Regions from separate parts of the Mus musculus genome. Here region 1 is linked to region 2. Evidence: chromatin contacts called from public HiChIP or PLAC-seq data. All regions are on one chromosome and are shown on one strand. Each heading gives the region's core, a stretch centred on a gene start, on an enhancer-like site or on the middle of the called end of the contact. The rest is flanking DNA. Distances are from core to core; before and after follow the strand shown. Region 1 overlaps Gpat4 (glycerol-3-phosphate acyltransferase 4). Region 2 overlaps Ank1 (ankyrin 1, erythroid).

What was found. HiChIP or PLAC-seq counts read pairs in DNA pulled down with a chosen protein or histone mark.
Region 1: a FOXA1 HiChIP or PLAC-seq map of pancreatic cancer cells shows a contact between it and region 2. The contact joins two enhancer-like sites. A contact is called at or near these places in 1 of 484 Hi-C or Micro-C datasets (muscle stem cells), 1 of 115 datasets of contacts at active chromatin or transcription factors (pancreatic cancer cells) and 2 of 9 other capture datasets (adipose tissue and liver).

Annotation. Positions count from the first base shown.
Region 1 is chr8:23,196,655-23,202,333 of GRCm38.p6, reverse strand. The region is part of intron 1 of Gpat4 (glycerol-3-phosphate acyltransferase 4); the gene reads left to right. Among named protein-coding and RNA genes, the nearest start is that of Gpat4, 9.0 kb to the left of the region's middle. Within about 2 kb of position 3,788, at least 50 of the 459 cell types and tissues checked have an H3K27ac peak or open chromatin away from gene starts, as enhancers often do. A contact at or near this core is called in pancreatic cancer cells, where this site is marked.
Region 2 is chr8:23,043,021-23,048,641 of GRCm38.p6, reverse strand. All of the region lies in intron 1 of Ank1 (ankyrin 1, erythroid), which reads right to left. Among named protein-coding and RNA genes, the nearest start is that of Gm51563, 8.8 kb to the right of the region's middle. Within about 2 kb of position 4,326, at least 13 of the 459 cell types and tissues checked have an H3K27ac peak or open chromatin away from gene starts, as enhancers often do. A contact at or near this core is called in pancreatic cancer cells, where this site is marked.

The DNA.
Region 1 (5,679 bases), core at 2,539-5,038, 150 kb before region 2:
AGCATATTTACAGTTTTAATGATAGCCGCTTTGAAAAGAATGTAAAAGTGATATGCTAGTTAGCTTTAGATTCCATAATGTGTATTAAAAGATCACCCTTTAATACAATGTCAACTGAGAATTTTAGAAACCATGGGCTGATGAGATTGCTCAGTGGGTAGAGGTGTTTGCCACTAAGCCTGACAGCCCAAGTTTGTTCCTTAAGACATATAGTGAAAGAAGAGAACTGATTCCTGCAAGTTATCCTCTGACCTGCACAGAAGCAAACTCACACAAAATACATTAGTATTTAAAAATATTTTTAAAAATTAGCCTTCTGTGTTTCTTGGCTTATAGTGTTGGAGATTGAGCCTCTGGCCTTGCACATAGTTAGACAGTTGTCCCACCATTGTGCCACATACACACACACACACACACACACACACTTCTTGAGTGTCTTGAGTTTAATACAGACTTGTTCAAAGTCTTCATAGATCTCTGGCTGGCCGTTCATTCTACCCTTAAGTTTGGGGATTGCAATGCTTGTGCTGTCTCCTCCCACAAGAGGACAGTGAATCATATACAACTCCTTTATATGTGTGTTTGTGTGTGAGTGCTGGAAGTACCTTGTGTGTTCTAGGCAGGCTTCCTACCACAGAGTTATATCCTTCACCCTTTAAGTTCATGTATATAGCCCTGTGGTCTGGACCTCACTATGTAGACCAGGCTAGCCTCAAACTCTGAGATGTCTGTGCTTCTGCCTCCAGGGTCCTGGGCACTCCTAGACTCACAAGCTGTGTTAATTTTTGAAACAAAATCTTTATAGTTTAGGCTGTCCTGAGACTCACCATTATAGTCCAGGCTGGCTTCAAACCCATGAACCCCTGGTTCAACCTCTTAAGTGTTGAGATTTCAGCTCTGGGCCACTGTTCCCAGCTTTTTGTTTTTTTGAATTGGACTTGAACAAAACAGAAACCATCACATTATAGTTGGACAGGTTGTAGCAGTCCCAAACATGACAAACATGGCACCAATAGTTTTTGCCTTGCCCTTCTCTTCTATTCTTTTGCTAACCCATCAGATTACATTCTAAAGCTAGCTAGTCACCAAGGTCTATTTCCTATTTGGCTACTTCCTCCTCCTAAGGCTGACTTCCAAGGCCCAGCTATCAAAGTATTGACATCCAGCATCAAACCCATCCCCCCTTTGGCTGTCTTAACATGCCCAATCAAAATCAACCAACTCATCCTAACACAAGGTCCCCCACTTTCCTATGAACTGCCATTTGCCTATGGGCCCTGCCGGTCTTCTCTCTATTCAGAGGTAGTCCTTGGTTCCCCTGGGACAAATAATCTATTCCCCTTCTTCCTTGTCCTCTATTTCCTGTCTTTGTCTCTTATTCCCTGTCCTTTGTCCCTTTGGGGGAAATCTTTATGCTGAGAACTTTGTCTCAGGGTGTCTTGTGATGACTTTGAGGTCCTTCATGTTTCGTCAAACAACTTTTCTAAATTATATTGAATCTTGTTTTTCCACTAGGGGTACAAGGAGTTGCAATTATACATCCCATCCTTGATAGTGCTGTCTTTTTCGTTTTAAACATGCTCATGAATGTAAAATAGGCTCTAATAATTGGAATTTGCATTTCCTTGGCATAATGCGGAACACCTTTCATGATTGTTTGCCACTCATCTGTCCTCTCTAGGCGGCTAAGTGTTATCCCCATTAATTATGCTTTCATTGAATTTGTTAGTGACATCTAAAATATGTATTAAATGTGTGTGTGTGTGTGTGTGTGTGTGTGTGTGTGTGTGCGCGCGTGCGCACATGCAGGAGCTTCTTTCTGTTGTGTGGTATGAGGGTGGAAGTTGGTACAACTTGTCAGTTTTCATGTTTCTTAAGACAGGGTCTCACTATGTAGCTCTGATGTCCTGGAACTTACTTTGTAGACCAGGCTGCCCTAAGAGACATAGGGAGCTGTCATCTGCTTCTCCCTTGTGTTTCATCCAGTATTAAAGATGTGCATCAACATTCCCATCTGGTCCTCTCTTTCTATTATGTCATTCCTAGGAAACGAACTCAGGTCATTAGGCTTAGTGACAAGCATCTTTATTCCCTGTGCCATCTTGCAGGCTCTGTTACTGGCCTTAGAACAACAACAGAAACACCCTTTGCACAAGGATTCAGCAGCCTCACTTAAAACATGGAGTCACTGTTACTCAACTGCTTTGTTGCTGTGTTGCTGATTTGAGCGTAGGCTCTTGGGGCTTTCACAGCAAGTGCCCTTACTAAGCCATCTCACTAGGGCCCACATTGTCCCTTTTTACATTTTAAGATTTATTTTTGTGTATGTGAGTTTTGCTTATGTATATGTAAGGGCATTATGCATCCAGGGTGCCATTTGAGACCTAAGATATTGGACCCCCCCCCCCCAACTAGAGTTATAACAATGTATAAACTGAATAGACCATGTGGGTGCTAGGAACCAAATCCTCCTCTGCAAGAGGAGCTAGTGCTCTGGACCATTGAGCCATTTCTCCTGTCCCTTCCTCTTTCTTTCTCCCTCTCCCTCTCCCTCTCCCTCTCCCTCTCCCTCTCCCTCTCCCTCTCCCTCTCCCTCTCCCTCCCCCCTCTCTCTCTCCCTCCCCCCCTCCCCCCTCTCCCTCTCCCTCCCCCCCTCCCCCTCTCCCCCTCCCCCCCTCTCCCTCCCTCCCTTCCTCCCTTCCTGATTTTTAAAAAATGTGTGTGTTATCTATAGTATGTATGCACAATGTACATGTGATACATGCAAAATCCAGATAAGGGCATCTGGTACCAAGAAGCAAGGGTTACAGATATTTGTCAACAACCATACAAATGCCAAAAATCAGTCCGGGGTCCTTTACAAAAGCAGTGTTCTTCAATGCTCTTCACTGCTGAGCCATCTCTCCAGCCTACATACTGTCTTGTCTTTTCCTTTTTTTTTTTTTTTTTAAGATTTATTTATTTTTATTTATAAGTACACTGTAGTTGTCTTCAGACACATACCAGAAAAGTGCATCAGATTCTATTACAGATGGTTGTGAGCCACTATGTGGTTGCTGGGAATTGAACCCAGGACCTCTGGAAGAGCAGTATAGTGCTCTTAATGGCTGAGCCATCTCTCCAGCCCCTATACTGTCTTTTCTTAAGTGGATGAGAAACAAAGCAGTTCAGTCCAGAACAGTGGCTCCTCTTGTTTTTTCCCTCGCTTCAAGAGACTTTTCTGTTGTTTGGAGTAGACTAGGTGTACCATGTTACTTATTAGCCAGTGCTAACCCTAGAGAGTTCAGAATGGGGGAGGGGCGGTGGGATGGGACTGGGACAGATAGACAGATAGACAGGACAAAGCTCTCATCTCAGCCCAGCTTCACTCTCCTTCCTAGTGAGCCGAGTCATCCTTTGCCTGTTGTAAACGGACTCTACCTTAGATGGTTTATCTTACCCAGAGCTGAGCTGACTTTGAGTGTATGAACTTGTGATTTTCTGCAGTCCCTTTAACTTCGTCTCAGTGCTGCTCTGTATTTTGGGAAACATAACTTCCTACTGACCTGCAGCATCCCATTCAAGCTGTTATTTCTGTTTCACTACTGATAACAATTAAAGTGAAATCAGCCCAGCCTTGCCTGGAAGCTATGTTTGCTGTCACATCAGAAGTGGGCATTGGATAGATGACATTTAATCCACCCAAAAGCAAATGTGAAAGTTATCCCAGGAGCAGGAAGACCTAAGACCTCTAGCCGTGGGATTAGATCTGATGTATCGTGCTGCTTCTGTTCTGTGGTTTATCTTAGTTAATAGTTAACTCTTAGAGCTCATAAAATGCAGAAGTTGGACTGGATTCCCAGTGGTTAACTCATAACATTGTGGCTTGTCACCAGCTAGTTGCCTCCAGCTTTGCAGTGATAACTGATATTTATACTTTGAATTTATCAAGCATTTGTTGATAAGAACTGATGGCTTGATCTGGTTGATTAGTACTGTTGGCAGAGATTTGAGGAACATGCTTCACAATTTTAAATAAGAGACCAGTAGACAAAAACTCCACAGTCCACTTACTTCACTTAATAGATTGATTGACCTCTGATTCCATCCATGTTGCTGTAAATGAGAACTGCACTTTTATGGCTAAATAAACCCTATCACGTATATATACTGTCCATATTTTGTTTGCTCACTCATCTACTGAAGGGAGCTGAGTTGATTCCTTATTTTATTATTTGGGTACATACTAGGACATGTTGTAGCTATTGTGAATAGTGCTGCAGTAACATGTATCTTTGGTGCAATGGTTTCCTCTCTTAGGTAGGTGGTGGAGTTGCTGGGTCATATTGAAGTTCCATTTTTAGTGCTTTGAGCGCTCTATACTGATTTTCCACAGTGGATATTCCCTTTTCTCATGCTGGCCTGGATTTTTGTCTTTATAATGATAGCCAGATTTTACATTTTTGAGCAGACTTTTCCATCAGTAGGTATTGCAAATAGAAGCTGAAAGAGATTGAAGTAATTGACCCAAATCCCATTCACACTAATAAGGAAGTAAGCCGGGATTCAAACCTTAGGGTGTCTCTTCTGAGTGAACTGAAATGTACCTACTGAAAATATGAATGCAGAATGCAGTTTTAAAGACGCAGAAGGATAAGCAGTGGTGTTAATTTTGTAGGTAACTAATCCAACAACAGAGATACTCTATGCAAATAGCTGTAGACATGGTGTATTTTTTTCATTTCCTTCCTCATAATTGGTATTTATTGTAGGCATTATTCTGCTTCCAACTGGGAGGTTGTATTTTTGAGACTGGGTTGGGCTATGTATGTAGCCCACACTGGTTTAAAATTGCAATCCTCCTGATTCTGCCTCCTTAGTGTTAGGCTTGCAAGCGTGAGCCATCATATCCTGCTAAAACATTGGGTTTTTATCATTATGTATGTAGATGCACTTCCCCTAAGGTGCTGTTCTTTCTGTGTGTTGGGAAGTAGAAAGTTTCTGAGGCATAGCTAAGGAGGTGTTCTGCTATGAGCTAGCTCGCTCGCTCGCTCTCTCCCCCCTCCTTCCTCCCCCTTCCCCCTCCCCCCCTCTCTTTCTCTCTCTCTCTCTCTTACACGCACACACATATGCACATGCACACACAAATCTTTATCTGTATGTTTCTATGTGAGTGTATGCACACATTTGTGCAGCCCACAGAAGCCAGAAGAGGGTATCAGGTGTCCTCTCACTCTCTCTTTCTTTGAGACAGTCTCACCCTAAACCTGTTGTTTGTTTGGTAGGTTTTTGTTTTTGTTTTGTTTGTTTGTTTTGGGAGGATTGGGGGGTTTGCTTGTTTGTTTGTTTGGTTAGTTGGTTGGATTTTTGGTGGGGGGGGAGGTTAGCTTGTCTGGAAGCCAGCAATCCCTAATGATCCACCTGCTTTCAGAGCTAGGGATACAGCTGTGCTCTGGATACAGGCTTGTGTATGTGCTGGGATGCGAATGCTGGTCTTCATACTTGCACAGCAAGCTCCTTTAACCACTGAGCCATTTTTTACAGCTTATCTTGGTTTTTAAAAAGATAGTGTGCTATTGTGTCTTCTGCTGATGAGGCTTGGCTTTTTTGCTTTTTTTTTTTTTCCTTTTAGATATTTAAAGTACAGCTGTACCTAATTCCTTTTGTAGATGTATTAGTATAAGGTTTTCAGCTTCAGCC
Region 2 (5,621 bases), core at 3,077-5,576:
AAGTTCACCTCTTCTAGATTTTCTAAACCAACATCCTCTAATCATTTCCTCTTCTACTCCAACCGAATTCATAAATAGGCCAGCACGTCTCAAAGGCCTGTGGGAGTTTTCTGCATTAACCTGAGTGACTCAGGAGAGAGCATCCACTCTCTTTCCTCCCCCTCACGGATGAGGCATCTCCCTTGCTGGAGGGAGGGTAGGGCTTAGTGGATCCCTGGTGGGCGTCACCGTGGGTGATGAGGTAATGGTTTTCCTGAGTCTGAGGCTCCTCAAAGGAGCTCTCTCCTCCCGGGAGTTGCTTGTTCATGTCCTCGGAGGGATGTGTGTGGCTTGTTAGTGTGGCCCTACAATTTTAGATTATGGGTCAAAGGTTGACTGGAGGGTGTAAGGCTCAGTTGCTTAGGAGAGTGGCGAAATGAAGGGAGAGACAGGAACAGGAGTGGGGGTGGGGGCTGGGACACTGAAGGCCAGGGGTGGGTCTAGGGCGGGGAGCAGGGTATGAAGGCAGAGATAGAGGTGGGGTTGATGGTTGGGTCTAGGAAGTACAGTGAGAAGAGTAGAAAACTGCCAGCCTCACTGTTCCTTCTGTAGGCAAGTGTGCTCAGACTTCACTAACAGAATTACTTAGAGGGCATACACGCAGATGCTCGCTTATGCAAACTCTCATCGTCTTTACTACGGTCTCCCTTCGGAAGGCTGCAACAAGAAGGGGCTCTGCTGGAGAAGAAGGCAAGCTTCTCTGAGGCTGGGACATCCCAACCCCCATGGCACCAGTCCCCTACCAGGTCCTTTAATCTCTCTTCCTCTCAAGTTCTACCAGAGACCTGGCAAATCCCAGGAGTCTTGACTGGGAGCCTCTTGTGTCAACTGTGTCATGACTCTAAGCGGTATTTCTCTAATACTGTGTGAACCCACCCCCCTGGCCCAGCAGAACTGTGCACCCAGGCAACTTGGCCCCACACCGCAGGGTGTCAGGTGCCATGGAAGAGGTCTCTGCAGGCCCTCAAGGCTCACGATACCCAAGCTCAAGTCCACTCTCCTCCCAACAGATGCTCAAGTTGTGCAACAAGTCGCTGGGCCATACCATCCTCAATTTCCACCTCCAAAAATCGAGATCTCATGTCCTAGTGGGACCATTATGTAGAATTGACTCAACCCTGTATCCAGCAAGCATGTCCATTGAATATCCGTGACCCCACCCGAGACCTAGGTAGTCTATAATTTTGGGAGGGATGGAGGAGAACCATCTCAGGTGAACTTGTCTACACATTTAGCTGGAAGATCTATTACATCAAGTTTTTTTTAATATCATCTTATCCTCTAATCACCTACACAAATCTGAGTAGCCAAAACACAAATCTAGATCCCAAAGTAAAGAATTCTACCATCTTCAGCTTTTAAAATTTGGTGTTTCATTGTCTTGATCATTAGACCCCAGCTAATTAAAAACAAAACAAAAGCTATGCAGGTCTCTATCTTTACCTGTACCAAAGTAGTCCAGGCATTTCTAAAATATCCACACTGGGAAGCCATCTTTTCTCATCTCGAGTTCATTTCACCTGACTGAAAGATTCCCCCATGTCCACAGAGAGCTATTAAACCATCCATGTGTGAACTACTGAAGCCCTGCTGGCTCAGGAAGAGAAAGAAATAAGACTTTTACTAAGCCAGTTCTCCACAGAGGCAACTGCACACAGTAAGCATTGTTAGTCGGGCCATCCTGCCAGAGCTCTAGAGTTGTCTAGCCGGCAATGAACAGAAGGGGGAATGCTATGAACGTCAGTTGGGACCCACCCTCTCTCCCATGTATTGACAGTCTGGAAGCATATACCTTCCAGGGAGTAATCGCATGGTTGGAAAGTGCTCTCTCTTCCCAGAGTTGGAATCTACTCTGGCTATACTCTGGGCACACCACAGCTGAGCCTGTTCCTACTGAGACAGCATAGGGAGAGAGACTTTTCAGCCGTGTGAATCTTTTCTTCTCTCCGTGATCCTTCATAACCTTTCCCTGCATGGTTCCAGACTCTTCCCTGGCCAACTACCTGCTTGCATTCCTGCCTCTGAGACTATAGCCTTCTGTGATGGGGCCTGAAGACCACTCTGAGGCTGTGCTTCCCAAAAATATGCTCCCAGGAACACCCGCATCGACACCCACTCTGACCCAGGAGGAGGCATGCTGGAAGAGTAGCTGCAGAAACCCATGAGTTGGCTGAGCATTCTAGCCCTTCACTGGAGTCCAAAAACCATCACACCAGTGTTTCCTGATAGTGCACTCCTGCAAGCTACTCCTACTTCCTTGTTCACCCAAATTCTACTCATACTCCCAGTCTACCTGGTCCCAGAGAGCCAACAGAATAAAAAAAAATATTCCACAGTCTCCTTCATTTAGAAATGCCTTGGTTAAAGCAGAGCATCCTTACAATAAATCCCATAAGGCATTGTACATATGATTTTAATTTCTTCCTTCTGTGAGGTCCAAGGTACAGTTCCGTACCACCACAGTCCTTTTACAGGATAGATATCTGTCCCTGAGCTCACTGGCAAGGAGGAAAGGTGGGAGAAAATGATAAATCATTTCCAGGTACTTTTAGTGAATGATCAGAATCTCTATACAGCAGAAGCATTCTCTGTGCCTCCCCCACCTCTTTGTGTCTAACACTCATATGCACGTGGGAACCAACCACTTAGAGGGGCCCCGTGGTGACACTTGAGCAGATTGAGTAAGCTCACCGCAATACGGCTGCTTTGAACGTCTGTGTGCTTGTGGAGGAGTTTGGGGTTTGAGTTTTGGAAGTAGAGATAACTTCTCTACTCAGTGGCCCCAATAAAGATTTTTGGAAGGAACAGGAAAGGAGTTGACATAAAGGTCCTAAAGGCAGCTACCTTCATCCTACGTAGGGTCACAACTCCCACCCTCGGAGCCAGTACCCAGTGTTCCAACTCCTTGGAGTCACAGTGGGAAGCCACCACATGGAGGACGATCCTTGGCCAGCCCTGGCTGGCCTGCTTTTCTGGCAGTATGACCAGGAAAACTGAGTGGGATATTGGGGAAGAAGCCAAGCCCAGGGACCCCATTACAAGGGGCATTCAGCCTTGATTAAATGAGCCATAGTTCTGTGCCTCCGAGTCCTTATCTGTCAAATGCCATGATTTGTGTGGTCATATCTGTGTGGGCATAAACCACAGGCTGCCCAAGGACCAGGGGAGCCTTTTCCACTCTCACTTTGCCTTCACAAACTCAGCGTCCTTTCTGATGGATGCTTCCTGACCTCTGTCCTTCACCCCTTCTTCTCTGGAGTCCTCACCTCCCCACCTTTGAACTTCCATCTGCTGACCTCCATGCAGGTAGGTCTAGGCCATCCCCTACCCACAGCCAGAATCCTATCCTAAGTTTTTCTCTCATTAAAAAAAATATTAAATATATTCATTTGTTTGTTTAACCGTTGTAAGGATCTATGAGGGTGGCAGACATGTGTGTCAATGGTGCACATGTAGAGGCCAGAGAACAGCTTGTGTGAGTCAACGCTCTCCTTCTACCATGTAGGCTCCGGGGATCAGACTCACGTCATCAGGTCTGGTGGAAACCACCGTTTTATCTGGTCAGCCCCCTTTCCTCCCAGTTTTTGACACAATGCAATTACGAATCCTGGACTAACCTTAAACTTTTAGCAGTCCTCCTGCATCAGCCTCCAGAGTGTTGGGGTGACAGCATTGCTATAACTATCATAAGATCTGGCTTTCTGTTTGCCGGGGACCCTCTATTGCTCACTGTTGCTCTGACATCATTCAAACCCCCGGAAGAGCCAGGTTAGGGCCCTTGTGGGTCCCATGCTTCCTTTAAGCTCTTCTTTCTGGGCTTTGAGCTGCTCTGACATGCTAGGATTCAGAGTCTTGCTCCTTTAGTTCCCCTTCCCCTCACTCTCCAGTGCCAACATCAAATCTGCCCTTACAGCCAATTCGGGGCAACTCTCTTCTCTGACTTCCCACAGCTTCCACACACCCCCCCCCTTGCAAAAATCCCCTCTTCTGAAACTCCCAAGATGGCCGCATCTGATCTCTGGACCTCTGCCTTTGGGTGGCTGCCTTAGCTCTACTGGAAGCTCTCTATGTTTTGGGAGCCTCCATTGCAGGCCACTTCAAAGCTGCTGTACCTCTCCATGGGCCTTCTCTATCCCAGAATGCTTGAAAATTGCTTATCAGTCAGAAAAGGCCACTGAGGACTTCGAGTGAGGAACGGGGCCAAGGACTCGGGGCTGTTATGGAAGCCTGGGTGAGTGTCAGGAAGGGAAATCCAAGGAAATCCCTGCGTGCTGCCCCGGAGCCCTGAATGGACTGCGTGGAAAGGAAGCTTACTAAAATGGGGTGTTCTGAAGGCAGGCCTTCCACCCCCACCTACATCAGCTGTCAGTAATGGCTGGGAGCCCAGTGCTGTTAAACAAACAAACAAACAAACAATTATCTCCAATAAACAAAGCCAAGACATGAGCCACAACTTAAGGCTCGCCCAGGCACTGCTCACTGTGCAAACATCCTGTCTATTAAAATGCTGGTGACCAAGTTCCTGGTGCCCAAACCTCAAATGAGTGAAGCAGAGAGCAGGACTCAGCTCTATTGGCTTAAATCCTCAAGTCCCCACTAAATGTCACCCCGTGCCTGACACACCCAGTGCAATCTGCTAACACGGCTCAGTGCCTAACACCGGGTACTGCCGTGGGAGTCAGTGGCAGGTGCCCAGGTCTATGCTTCATGTGCAAAAAACCCAAGAACACTGAAAGTGAAGTGAGTGTTCAAAACTGAAGCAAACAATCCCAATGGATAGTGGAAATCCAGCCTCTATCCTCCATTCTTCACCCCATCAGGGCCGCTTTCACAAAACCGGACAAAGACTGGAGCCCTGGCAGAAGGCTAGCTTTATGGGAGTGTCCACACAGAATTAAAGCGGCACAGGGCAAGCTTTCCTTAATGAATCGACACATTTTTCAAACTCTCCATCTACATGCATGCAGAGAGGTCTTTCAGTTTAAAAACTGCAAGTATTGATTTAGCGCAAGAGATCCTGAACAGGAAGGAACCTGCTGCTGGGCGGCGCCAGAAGGGACCAGAGGTGGACAAGCAGTTATACCAGCAAAAGAAGCGAGGTTGTAGACAGTAAGTCCCATGCTGAGGGAATGAGTATTGTTTAAGGACAACAGCCATGTCACAGAGACACCTTGACACTTTGGGAGTGGCAAAGACTTCCTTGGGTGTGGCTCAGATGGATGGAAAAGCCGTCCTGGAGTCCTAGTGTAAATGCTGATAGTCTGTGCAGAAAAAGACCACCGTACCCCCACCCCCATGTGTACAGTCTGAAGACTACTGCCCTGTAGAAGCGGTTCTTACTGAGATCAAACAAACCAGCCTCCTGGCTCAGCTGTGTATAGCAACTCTGCCTCTTGGTTTGCTGTATATTACAACCCTGCCTCCTGGTTCTGCTGTGTGTAACAATCCTGCCCCCTTGTTGAGCTGTTTATAACCACTCTCCTCCTGGTTCAGCTGTATATGACAACCCTGCCTCCTGGTTTAGCTGTATGCAATAGCCGGTCTTCCTGTTCAACTGTATGTAATAAAATGCACTGTTGTTT